3 separate regions of the Mus musculus genome follow, and regions 2 and 3 are each linked to region 1. The links are chromatin contacts, called in public Hi-C and HiChIP or PLAC-seq maps. All regions are on one chromosome and are shown on one strand. Each heading gives the region's core, a stretch centred on a gene start, on an enhancer-like site or on the middle of the called end of the contact. The rest is flanking DNA. Distances are from core to core; before and after follow the strand shown. Region 1 holds the start of Eomes (eomesodermin). Region 2 has its middle 29 kb from the start of Gm17399. Region 3 overlaps Cmc1 (COX assembly mitochondrial protein 1).

What was found. Hi-C and Micro-C count contacts between places; a contact is called where the count stands out from the background. HiChIP or PLAC-seq counts read pairs in DNA pulled down with a chosen protein or histone mark.
Region 2: a contact with region 1 is called in a Hi-C map of cerebellum, with 2.4 times the contacts expected there. The contact joins the enhancer-like site here to the promoter of Eomes in region 1. A contact is called at or near these places in 18 of 39 promoter capture datasets (the 3T3-L1 cell line, the C10 cell line, the HPC-7 cell line and 10 more), 5 of 15 datasets of contacts at CTCF or cohesin (CD8 T cells, the NIH/3T3 cell line, embryonic stem cells and 1 more), 56 of 484 Hi-C or Micro-C datasets (the AML12 cell line, B cells, CD4 T cells and 25 more), 25 of 115 datasets of contacts at active chromatin or transcription factors (CD8 T cells, T-cell acute lymphoblastic leukemia, Th17 cells and 13 more) and 4 of 9 other capture datasets (adipose tissue, embryonic stem cells, liver and 1 more).
Region 3: a contact with region 1 is called in an H3K27ac HiChIP or PLAC-seq map of embryonic stem cells, with 5 times the contacts expected there. The contact joins the enhancer-like site here to the promoter of Eomes in region 1. A contact is called at or near these places in 21 of 39 promoter capture datasets (the 3T3-L1 cell line, the C10 cell line, the HPC-7 cell line and 11 more), 4 of 15 datasets of contacts at CTCF or cohesin (the G1E-ER4 cell line, the NIH/3T3 cell line, hippocampal excitatory neurons and 1 more), 42 of 484 Hi-C or Micro-C datasets (CD4 T cells, CD8 T cells, DN3 thymocytes and 29 more), 25 of 115 datasets of contacts at active chromatin or transcription factors (PVALB interneurons, T-cell acute lymphoblastic leukemia, Th17 cells and 17 more) and 4 of 9 other capture datasets (adipose tissue, embryonic stem cells, liver and 1 more).

What each region holds. Positions count from the first base shown.
Region 1 is chr9:118,476,560-118,480,232 of GRCm38.p6, reverse strand. It overlaps Eomes (eomesodermin), which reads right to left and starts at 2,044. Exons shown (of 6, transcript NM_010136.3): 1 at 687-2,044. The coding sequence starts at 1,573. Gm33408 (a long non-coding RNA gene) reads left to right here and starts at 1,585. Exons shown (of 5, transcript XR_871338.1): 1 at 1,585-1,673.
Region 2 is chr9:118,177,653-118,181,643 of GRCm38.p6, reverse strand. No RefSeq gene overlaps it. Among named protein-coding and RNA genes, the nearest start is that of Gm17399, 29 kb to the right of the region's middle. Within about 2 kb of position 2,238, at least 3 of the 459 cell types and tissues checked have an H3K27ac peak or open chromatin away from gene starts, as enhancers often do. A contact at or near this core is called in cerebellum, where this site is marked.
Region 3 is chr9:118,100,369-118,104,400 of GRCm38.p6, reverse strand. The region is part of intron 2 of Cmc1 (COX assembly mitochondrial protein 1); the gene reads left to right. Among named protein-coding and RNA genes, the nearest start is that of Gm51660, 29 kb to the right of the region's middle. Within about 2 kb of position 2,365, at least 23 of the 459 cell types and tissues checked have an H3K27ac peak or open chromatin away from gene starts, as enhancers often do. A contact at or near this core is called in CD8 T cells, the G1E-ER4 cell line, the HPC-7 cell line and 3 more, where this site is marked.

The DNA of each region.
Region 1 (3,673 bases), core at 795-3,294:
TTCTTTCTGAAATGTCTAAAATTATTTTTAAAGACATAGGTGACTGAGAACATTAGGCCGGAGCGCGCCTTCTTGCACTCTCTCTCTCTCTCTCTCTCTCTCTCTCTCTCAACGAGCCCTCTTTGGGTCCCTGTCTCCCAATATCCACTCCTCACTTCCTCAAGAAGTAGCTGATGACAATTTGAAGGTGTGCCTGAACTTTCTGGTCCCTTCCCCGCAAGCAGAGCCCCCTCCCCCAAACATCTGGCTCCAAAAACTGTCTACCTAGTCACCAGCTCAAACCGACTTCTTTCTGCTCTTCTTACAGAAGAGCCCCACCAAACCAAGGAGCTTTAAAAAGCTTCTTTTCAAACACTTGTGCGCAGGCCGCAGCCAGCTCCAGCTAGCCCTCTTTCGCTATGCAGCCCACAAATCGCCTGCTGCAAACCCAGGAGCCAGCGGGTCACGTAGATCTGCCCTCAAGGGTTCATTCCCAAATTTCCATCTCCGCCTCCTCCTCCTCCCAGTCAATCCCGGTGAAGGTGACTAGAGAGGAGAGTAACGTGGGCTCGGAGCCCAAGCTACAGGTGTGCCTTAGGAAGTAAGGGACACGACTTTGGAGATATGATGTACCACTTAAACACCCTAAGCAGAGCCCGCAGTGTGCGGACAACCAGGCGCCTGGGGTCCCTCCACCCTGCACTCACCTGCCCTGTTTGGTGATGATCATCTCAGTTTGGTGCCGGTGGAATTTGAGCCATAGGGGCCGGTTGCACAGGTAGACGTGGGCGCGGAAGCCGGAGCCAGGCACCCCTAGGCCCCCCAATCCTCCACAAGACCCGGCCGCTGAGGTTCCGGCGTATGGCCCGTAGAGCGGAGAACCCTGGCCGTAGGGATAGGCGCCAGGACCGCCGGCACCACCGCCGCTGCTACCAGCGCCGCTCCCCGAACCCGCAGCGGGGCCGAACTGCGCCCTCGCGGGCGGGCACACGGCGGCGGGGAATCCACCGGGGGGCAGCATGGAGCCGTAGGGGTAGCGCGCGCCATTGGACGCGGGGTACACGGGTCCGTGGGCTGCTCCGGCCGCCGCCGGGTACTGGAAGAGCGAGCAGGGCGCGGCGAGCTCGGAGCCCTGCGGTCCCGGCGACGGGAGGTAGTAGCGCTCGGAGCTCAGGCTGTCCATGGAGTAGCGCGCGGTGGCCGCGGCGGTGGCGGCGGAGGGCAGCTCCTCCTCCGCGCACGGGGAGCCCTTGCGGCCGTCCGGGGGCCCGGGCTTGGCCACCGCCGAGGTGCTCCCGAAGGTGTCCCCAGCGTCCGCGTCACTGAGCATGGCCGCGGGGGCCCCCGCGCCGGCGCCTGCGGGTTCTGCGCTCCCCGCCTGGCACGGGAGACTGCCCGGAAACTTCTTGGACGCTTTGTCTAAGTCCAGCCTCTGGGGCGAGGGGGCAGCACCGGGGAGGAGGCTGACGCTCCCTCCGCCTCCCCCTCCTCCTCCGCCTCCTCCTCCTCCTCCTCCGCGAGCACTCTCCAGCGAGTAGAAGTGCGCGCCGGGCAGGTTCACCGAGCTCACCAGGAGCTGCTCTCCCAACTGCATGCTTTAGCGAATCGCAGACGGCAACCGGCTGCCTCCTCGCCTCCCGCGGCCTGGTTATAAAGGCCAGTTGGGGGAGCCAGCGCCCTCTTCCGAGGGGAAGGTAATGTCCCCTTCCTCCCTCGCCTAGGCTACCCACCTGCGGACCTGCGGGGCGGCTTCAGCGCGCGCCCAATTTAGCGTCCTTCCCTCAAGGGAACAAACTCGGGATTGTAGGTGCCCCTTTCCTTCCGCAAGAAAACAAACCCCGGGTTGTAGGTGTCTCTCTCCTTCCTTCCTTCCTTCCTTCCTTCCTTCCTTCCTTCCTTCCTTCCTTCCTTCCTTCTTTTCTTCCTTCCCTCCTTGTCTAACCTCTCAGGACCCCTACACTCACACTAAGGAAGAAGAGGACTTAGCTCTGAGTTCCCATTTAGCAACCAGCCATTTCCTCTCGGCTGGCTCTGCTAAACTCTAGGCATACTTGACCGCTTGGAAACTTGTGAGCGGTGGTTGGCTGCTTATATATGTGCGGCCAGGGAGGGGCTTCGCAGCCCCATGGCTAGGGGACTTTGCTATTGGCTGTTAGAGGTGACACTAATTCAATTAAGTATTTATTAATTGGATCGGGTCGCCTGCGAGTTTCATTTTCTCTTAGCTTATTTGGCTGTTATTGCTGGTTTGGTGTTTCTTTAAGCGTCTTTGGGAGAACTATATCCCACTGAGAATCAATCCTGGTGTACCCGGTGGCTCTATGGCGCCGGAGAAACGGGTTTGAAGTCTGCGAACATGGTCTACCCACGGCATAGGAATCATTCCTGAGTTCGGGTCTAGTTTGGCAGGTCCCAGAGGCCCGTGAAGGCGTCTTTACAAGCTCCCTGCTCGCAGGAAGGCTCAGGTCCCCGGGGGTGCAAATCTAGGGGAGGGCTGGAGAGCGACCCGAAGTCTCTGCGCACACCCTCCTTCTGACTTCCTGGCCTTCAGCACACAGGAACCGCTTTTTGTCCTGTCCCATCTTTTAGCGTAAAGACTTGGTGGAGAGAAACCTCGCGTTCAGTTTTTGGGATTCCAGAGATGGCAAAAGGATTCCGCGTCTGAATCAGAGACTCCAGCTTCTAGCTTCTGAAGTGGGCTTCTGAAGACCCAACATGAGCCTGACCGGACGAACCAAACACTCAGTATTACAACCGCGCTAAAACACCGGCTTCCCCGAGGCCGTCACTTTCATTACTCAGAATTCCCTCTGCTCGGTTTTTTCTAAACACTGGATGTTTCCTACCTCCCCCAGCCCCCGCTTTCGCCAACATCTTTGGTGGGGACTGACACTAAGACACAAAGGTTCCCTAGCAGCTGTGCAGTTAAGATTCCCTGCGCCTCTCTGCGGCACAATACAGAAGGCAGAATAATTAGTGAAATAATCAGTTTGATATTGAATTAAGCTCCTTTGCTCCAGCTGCCTGTTTTTCCCCCCTGCGTTTCCGCAAACAGTCAAGGACGGGGCCGTCATATTTTATTGTTTTATTATTACAGAAGGGGGAACACGTTTCGTTGACGATGAGAAGCCTGTACATTCTCCTCTAATAAGCAATTACGGACGCCTGCAGTAGTCGCTCCAGGAGCGCATTTTCCGGTCGAGATGTAGGGACTCTGCTTCCCCCAACCCAATGCGATCACACGGGAAACTTTTGCCGAGAACAGATGAGGTGGCCGCGGGATCTGCTAAGCGCTCAGACGCCAGCAGCAGATCCGCGCGAAGCTTTCCAACCTGGGTCCAAACCCCGCGAATCACGAACGTGGGCACGCCCGTGTTAGGGAGTGGAGCGATCCTTCATGGACTTGGATGCTGTGTGGGGTTTTGATAGAATAGCGTAGTGGGTCTTGGGCGCTCGCAAAGCTTTTCAAGTGTTTTGGAACAACAACCTTGTCAATTTTGGCTCAGAGAACTCGGGCTGACATCCTGCGCGATCAGTCCAGAGATCCCAGCTCCGATTTGGTCTCGGGCTCCGTCCCGCATGTTTTTGTTTTGTTTTGATGCAGCGAAGCCTTTGGGATTAATTTTTATTCCCCTCAAAGGGTGCGAGATATTGAACGTGAGGATTCCACAAGGGGGATGCGAGTTCCAAGAAA
Region 2 (3,991 bases), core at 989-3,488, 300 kb after region 1:
AGGCTAGACGTGTCATGAAAGAGCATTTGAACATGCTAAGCCCAGAGCTCGGCATGTTACCTGCGACAGAAAGAGCATTTACACATGCTAAGCCCTGGGCTAGCACTTCTGCACGACAGCCCTATTGTCTTCATCTTGCTGTCAATCAAACTGCTAAACCTGTATTACTTAACATTGATGCCTGCCTAGCTTCACTGAGAGAATGTAGAAAAGACAAGCACACAGGCACACAGTCAGAGAGTGGAGCAGGTGGCAGGGGCTCTCTGCTGAAGAAACCACAGCAACTCAAGAGCTCAGCATGTTTACTGGACACAGCTGAACAGAGGTCAGCTCTGCTCTTCTGTTAGAACTGAAAAGGGAGGTAGAACCCGGTTATTACATACAGAAAGGCAAGCAGGCAGGCTTTATGGTGTACAGTGGATTGAGGAGGCATGCTTAGCTAAAATCTCTACAGAAGCAGTCTTCAGGGAGTTTGACATTTTCCCATGGGTCTGAGGCTAGGATCCTGGACATGGCTTTGCCCACGTCAACAACACTCATTCTCTCGGAACTTCACACACTCGGGGCTTCCTCCAGGCCCCACAGATCACTAATGTTGAAGCTGAAGTCTGACCTCCAGGAATTCTGATACAGGGCACTTACTGTCTGGTTTCTCTCTGAGACTGGTGAGGGATGGCTGCTGTGTATGTACCAGCATATCCTTAAAAAGAATTAGGGAAGTGGGGTTGTAGCTCACATGATAGGTTGCTGGTCTTAGCATTCAGGAGGCCCAGGTCAATCCCAAGCACAGCACTAATCAAATGCCGTGTCACCTACCTATGACCCCAGCTCTAAGATAGGGAGGCAATACTTCAAGGTCATCCTCCCTGATGTATGAAGCTTGAGGCCAGCCTAGTGTGTATGAGGCCCTGTCTCAAAACCCAAACAACCCAAACAAACAAAAACAAGAGAGGAGGAGGGGATTAGACACTTGCTAGGCAGCCCGGTGTGGTGGCGCATGCCTTTAATCCCAGCACTCGGGAGGCGGAGGCGGAGGCGGAGGCGGAGGCGGAGGCGGAGGCGGAGGCGGAGGCGGAGGCGGAGGCGGAGGCGGAGGCAGGCAGATTTCTGAGTTCGAGGCCAGCCTAGTCTACAAAGTGAGTTCCAGGTCAGCCAGGGCTCAGGGTTATACAGAAAAACCCTGTCTCGAAAAACCAAAAAATATTGTAGAGTACTATACGGACTGGCGAGATGGCTCAGTGGTTAAGAGCGCTGACTGCTCTTCCGAAGGTCCCAAGTTCAAATCCCAGCAACCACATGGTGGCTCACAACCATTCGTAACAAAATTTGATGCCCTCTTCTGGAGTGACTGAAGACAGTTACAGTGTACTTATGTATAATAAGTAAATAAATCTTAAAAAAAAAGAAAAAAAGAAAAAGAAAAAAGAAACTTGCTAGGCATGGTGGTACACACCTGTAACTTTAGCACTTAGGAGTTTAACATCAACCTTAGGTAGTACCACGCAGTAAGTCTGAAGCCATCCTGGATGATGTGTGCTGGCCCCCCTCCCCCACCCGCACAGAATTAGGAACACAGTTATTGGTCCAACTCAAGAGAGCGAGTGGCAGGTTTATAATCATTTCTCATTAGCCTTTGAAGTTGCTATACATGTAACGCTCTCGATTTTGGCTTAAGTATCTGCTTTCACAAGGCACGGCAGTTTCAGTTCATACCTAGGTTGTTTCTAGAACCATATACTAGCCTCTGTGTGCTCTAAGAAACTGTTTGCCAAGGAGAGTCTCCCAATAATCTAATGCTGACATGAGTGAATTCAAGCAACAGCTGACCGCACACCATGAGATCCACTAAAATCTGACAGCAGGTGCAGTCACCAATTTTGACCATAATGACAGCAATAAGGAGACTTTCTGTTATGGGGACAAGAGAGCAGATATCTGGCACTGGGCACAGGAGAGGGAAAAAAGAAGACCCTTTAAAACAAGTGCCACATGTGGTGACTCGTTAGCTGTCGAGAGCTGGTAGGATGCTGAGGGCTTTCGTCTCGGCTCTGCTATGTACGTGGCAGGCGCTCCTGACATCCAGAAATTGAGAATGAACCAGGCGGTGGTGATGTAGCCTGCGCTGATGCCTGGTGTGTGGGACTGTTATATTTTTAGGATAAGGCAGAGAGAGCCCAGAGCAGAGCAGAAGCACAAAGAAGGCTGGACATTGTGTTCTTTCCCAGTCCCCAAGCCAGCCCTGTGCGGTGGACAGCATCCCAGCTGTCAGAGGACAGCAAGCCTGAGAAGAGCCTGATATGGCTGTCTCCTAAGCGGCCCCACCAGAGCCTTACAAATACAGAGTCGGATGCTGGCGGCCAACCACTGCACTGAGTGTGGGGTCCCCAATGGAGGAGTTAAAGAACGGACTGAAGGAGCTGAAGGGGTTTGCAACCCCACAGAACAACAATCTCAACCCCTCCCCCGCCTCCCAGAGCTCCCAGGGACTAAACCACCAACCAAAGTGTACATATGGCTCCAGATGCATATGTAGCAGAGGATGGCCTTGTCATGCATCAATGGGAGGAGAGGTCCTTGGTCCTATGACAGCTTGATAGATGCCCCAGTGTAGGGTAATCGTGGGCAGGGAGGTAGGAGTGGTGGGTGGGTGGAGGAACACCCTCATAGAAGCAGGGAGGGATGGGATGGGGGTCTCAAGGAGGGGGGAAACCAGGTAAGGGCATAACACTTGAAATGTAAATAAATTTTTAAAAAGAAAGAAAAAGGAATACAAGTCCTGTGTGGTGGACAGCATCCCAGGTCGGCACACAGAGCTTTACTCAAAGACATTGCCTCTTTCTGAGGGATCTGGTATTTAATTTTCTTTTTATATAAGTGACCAGGTTATTTTTATGTAAGTGCGCAGGTATGCTTGTATGTGTGTGATGTGTGACAAAAAAAGCCCTGTACATGCGCGTGTGGCACATGCACATGTGGAGGCTAGAGTCAATGTCAGCTTCTTTTCCTCTCTGTGTTTCCTGTATTTCTTGGTCAGGGTCTCTCAGTGAGCCTCAGGATCACTGATTGAGCTAGGCCTGCTGACCAGCACACCCTGGGGCTCCTTCTGTCTCCTCCTCCCCAGTGCTGAGATCACAGACACATGTCACCGTGCTTGGCTTTTACATGGTTGCTAGAGATTTGAACTCAAGTCCTCATAGATGTATAGAAAGCTCTTTACCCACTGGACATCTCCCCAGCTCCCAAAGCTGGCAGTTTAGCAGAAAAAAACCAAAACAACAGAACCCAACACATCAAGCAGGGAATGATCTCAGTGTGTCACTCACACTACCGTGGACACAGAGGTGACCAGGGAGGCACGCTGCTGCACACCTATAATCCCAGCGACAGGACGGTGGGAGACAGGAGGGTCATCTTCACAGTGAGTCTGGGGCCAGCCTAAGCTACATGGGATTTTGTCTCAAAAAAGAAGGAGAAAGAGAAGGAGGAGAAGAAAATCTTTTTCTACCTCCATTACAGAAGAAAAGTTTGAACTAAAAAAGTCTGAAAAAAATGAGAAAGAAAGAGAGTCGAGGAGGGGACTGAGCAGAAGGACCAGCAAGGTTGCCAAGTCGGTTGTCAAGGGGAGTGACTAGAGGGAGTGTGAGGGTGGTGACCTCAGAAGAGTGACCAGGGGACACTTCCTTTAAGGGGACCTTAAAGAAAGACTGACCAAATGCCCAGCCTGGTCCAAGATGATTCCAGTATTAACCGGTGAGTGCTCTTCAGCCCTGTTTCCTTGTTAATAGTGACCATTTTAGAATCTTGCTCAAGTTTTAAGGTGTTTCAGCTACAATCTGAAGATGTTCTGAAAGGTGGCAGTAGGGCCTGCTACAGCTGTGTAAGGCCCTGTCTTTACAGCTGTCTCAGGCCCTGGCTCCACATTTGTCTAAGGCTCTGGCTCCACAGCCATCTAAGGCCTGCAGCAGCTAAGACCCTGGCTCCAAAGGTCTTG
Region 3 (4,032 bases), core at 1,116-3,615, 380 kb after region 1:
GTAAAATACCTAACTAAAAAAGCCTGATACCTAACTAGATCTATACCACATGAAATGTATTCGTAGTATTCTTAGATATTAGTTTAAGGGAAATAAAAGCCAGAGCAGTTCTGGCGTAAGCAGGGTCTGAATAAAATATTTCTAGTGATTTAGGTAAGTGTAGGGAAGCAGGATAAACACCATTTCAGACTGGCAGATTCTAGGCTGCAAGGCATTGCGGGCGGGCGGGCATGCTGTCTCTGGGGCCGCCAGGCCTGAGCTGCAGTGAGGCGTGGGAAAGGTTATGTGTGAGAGCTGACTCAGAGTACTGTTTAAAAAAAGCAGAAGGTGGAGTCTTAACAGAAATCAAAAGCATATGGATTCTCCCTTCTTTTATCCAATCTTCTTCTCTCTATTTAATTAAAAAAACAAAAAAACAAATAGAATTGGTTTTAAAAACAGTCTTGCTGTGTAGCCCAGGGAGGACTTGAACCACACTCCTTGTGACTCAGCTTCCCAAGTGCTCAGATTGCAGGCATGCACCTCCAAGCTTGGCTTTACTCGTTATGGAAAGATCAACCTTCAGCAGAATGCTGGACATTGATAACATGTTTTTAAATTTTGGCCCTGTGCATTCTTTTAAAGCTAGATTTTGTTGATTAGTAGTGGCAGGCAGTGGTGTTTGTTCTTTTCTCAGATGGAAAGTTTTGGGCTTATGCTCATGCATTAGCTACAAGATAGCACTGCCTGCGATGTGGTCTTTGATTTTCATAGCTATCCTAGGCGTGCATTGTTCTTTATCTTCTCTAAAGACTTGATTTGCCAAGATTTGTCAGATTTCTAAATGAAGCATTTTAAGTTTCTAAATTCTAAGAATTCTTGTAGGTTTAAGAATTGCTAAATGTGGTGGTTTGAATATGCTCGGCCCAGGAAGTGGCACTATTACTGGGTGTGGCCTTGTTGGAGGAAGTGTGCTACTGTGGGCATGGGCTTTAAGACCCTTGCCCTAGCTGTCTGGAAGTGAGTCTTCTGTCTGCCTTTGGAAAGAGTTGTAGAACTCAATTCCAACCACATCATGCCTGCCTGGATGCTGCCATGCATCCTCTGAACCTGTGAGCCAGCCCCAATTAAATGTTGTCCTTATGAGACTTGCCTTGGTCATGGTGTCTGTTCACAGCAGTAAAACCCTAACTAAGTCACTAAATAACATTAGCATATAGTCAATAGTTCATTATTCATGATATCACTTTGTGAGGTTTAAGTTACTAACATAGCTACAATTCAGTAATGTTAAACAGATAGGAACTACCCACTCATTAGTGACTCAGTAATCTTTTCAAGTACTGACTAGCAGTGCAGTGCAGTGCTGTACTCAAGTGTCCCTTTTAGTAATGTCCGCAAAATGTAGGAGTGGTGTTACAAGAAGGCAGCAGGCTTTGCATTTGGAAGGCACATTAACATTGGCACTTATACAGCACTCAGGGCACGATAGAGGGAAACTTACTGTCTCATAGGTTTCCATTCTAGCTAGAGTTGTGGGCATCCACAGGTGTCTTGGAACTTGTCCCCCATGGGGAAAGGGGAGGGTGGGATTACACTGTTATCTGAAGTTATTGACAGCTGATTTCTATGTATATAAAATTCCATATTGTCATGCTGCCCTTCCAATTAATGTTTAAGTCTGCATTTTAACAACCATGTATTGTCGATTTTGATTTATTGCTTGTATTATGTTAATTGGATTCCTAAAAACAAGAGAATCCCACGGGGTCCCTGCCCCAAGTTGGTTCTAATTGGTAAATAAAGTTGCCAGCTGCCTATGGCTGGGCAGGGAGACAGAGGTGGGATTTTAGATTTCCCCAGCAGGGGAACTGAGGGAAGAAGAAGGATTTAGTACTGCCATGCCTGGGAAGCAGAAGGACCAGGCTTGAGAGCTGCAGAAGGGAAAGCATACAACCAAGCAAGCGCTCAGGAAGACGGCCCCAGGGAACCCCACTGATTGGGTCTAGGGTAGCAGAGATGGAATATAGAGTTTAGTAAATAATAATTCAGGAGTAGTGGCGGGGAGGCATTAGCAGTGTGGAAGTTTGTGAGTGGCCCAGCCATTGAGCCACATTGTGTGTGTGTGTCTGTGTGTGGTAGCTTCGAGGAGAGAAGCCCGGACCCACCGGGCCTCTCCGGGACTGAGCCGGATGAGCCGGATGGTGAGTGTTGGTGACCTGAGACGAGCCACCCTGGCCAGGAGTCTTGTCGAAGCAGGAACTTTATAATGTGGCAGCAATTTGCTTTTATAGACAGGGCAAGGAGGTGGGGATAGAAGTATGGGGTGAGATGACTTGTGGAGTAGTGTGAGATGAGCCTGTGGGGTGATCTCAAGGGGCCTATAAGAAATTGATACATCAGCAGTAGCTAGGCAGAGGCAGTCATTCAGGTCAGGTCCATTGGCCCTGCTGAGTCATTCTCAAACAAATGACAGGTCTCAAAAATCAAACCAGGCTTGGGTTTGTCCTCAAGGCCCAAAATAAGGCCATATAGGGCCCAACATGTGTGTGTGTGTGTGTGTGTGTGCCTTTCATTGGAGAATCCAGAGCATTGGGAACATGGGTGTGCCCTGGGTCACCATGGGGAGATTAGAGTAGCCAACTACAGCAACAATGTATCAAATGAATGGTCATGTTTGATTGAACTTTTTCATCCCTTAGAGGCTTCACCATAACCAAGTTCAGTTTTAATGACAGTTGTGCCAAACAACAACAACAACAACCACCACCACCAAACTCTGAACCTCTGTTATTTGATGCCTTTCCACAATTCAACTATCTGTACTAGCAAAGGCTTAGGAAATCTGATGTGACTTGGTTAAAGTATTCCACATCTTCCTACAGGATTTCCAGGTCATCCCACACACTGGGTTAAGTTCCTTTTGACATTGTGAACCTCACCCTGTGTTTATTAAGAAGAGTTTCTCTGGTTCGGCTGTTTCATGTGATGTTGTCTAAGCTCCAAGGTCTTCAGCCATTCCTCCCTCCCTGGCTTCTGTCAGCTTGTTCTATGGTTCTATGATTTACCAGGCTTTATCTTTGGTGGTTGATTTCCTTTTCTTCTCTCCGTCTCTCTCCCCCACCGCCCCCCCCCCCCCCCCCCCACACACACACACAGGGTTTCTGTGTGTAACAGAGCCCTTGCTGTCCTGGACTTGCTTCGTAAACCAGGCTGGCCTCGAACTCCCAGAAGACGTCCATCTGTGTACTGTGTGCTAGGAATAAAGGCATCTGACATTATACCTGACCAGAGGTTGAATTCTAATTATTTTAGTTTCCTATGTTTGCAGACTACACCTGGATGCAAGATATAATTTATAAATCTAGTGAAAGCAATTATTGTGGCTTAGAGGAAGGGCAGTGAACCAGCCTTTTGTGTTCTTTTGCAAGATAATAGATGGTTCTATCCCTGGCAAAAAGGAGTTTTCCTGCAGGGAAAGAACAAAAGGTCATCATCCCCTCCCCTCCCCTCCCCTCCCCTCCCCTCCCCTCCCTCTGGAAACTGCTCATGGTTTGAGTGCTAAATTTGTTCTATTACATATATACAAGTTGGTGATTTAAGATTTTCTTTTGGGCCTTAATACATATAGCTTACAAGGCATTGTGGTGCAGATCTGTAATACCAGCACCTGAGAGACTGAGGCAGGAGAATCCTGAGTTCAAGGCCAGCCTATACTTGGAGGCCCTGTCTTTGAAAACTGGGTGAGGAATAGAGTTACCTAAATGTGTAAGGACCTGACTCCAATCCCCAGCACTGCAGAAGACAGCAATGCATGGAGACTCGCTTACCGTGTTCTCACAGCCTGTTCCTGGCTCATTCTGTTGTCTTGCTCTATTGATACACACATTTTAACCTTGTATATGCCCAGTTTTTGAGTATATCTAAGAGTATATCTTGTATATGCCCAGTTTTTAAGAGTATATCTTGTATATGCCCAGTTTTTAAGAGTATATCTAAGCCGGATGCACGCCTTTAATCCCAGCACTCGGGAGGCAGAGGCAGGCAGATTTC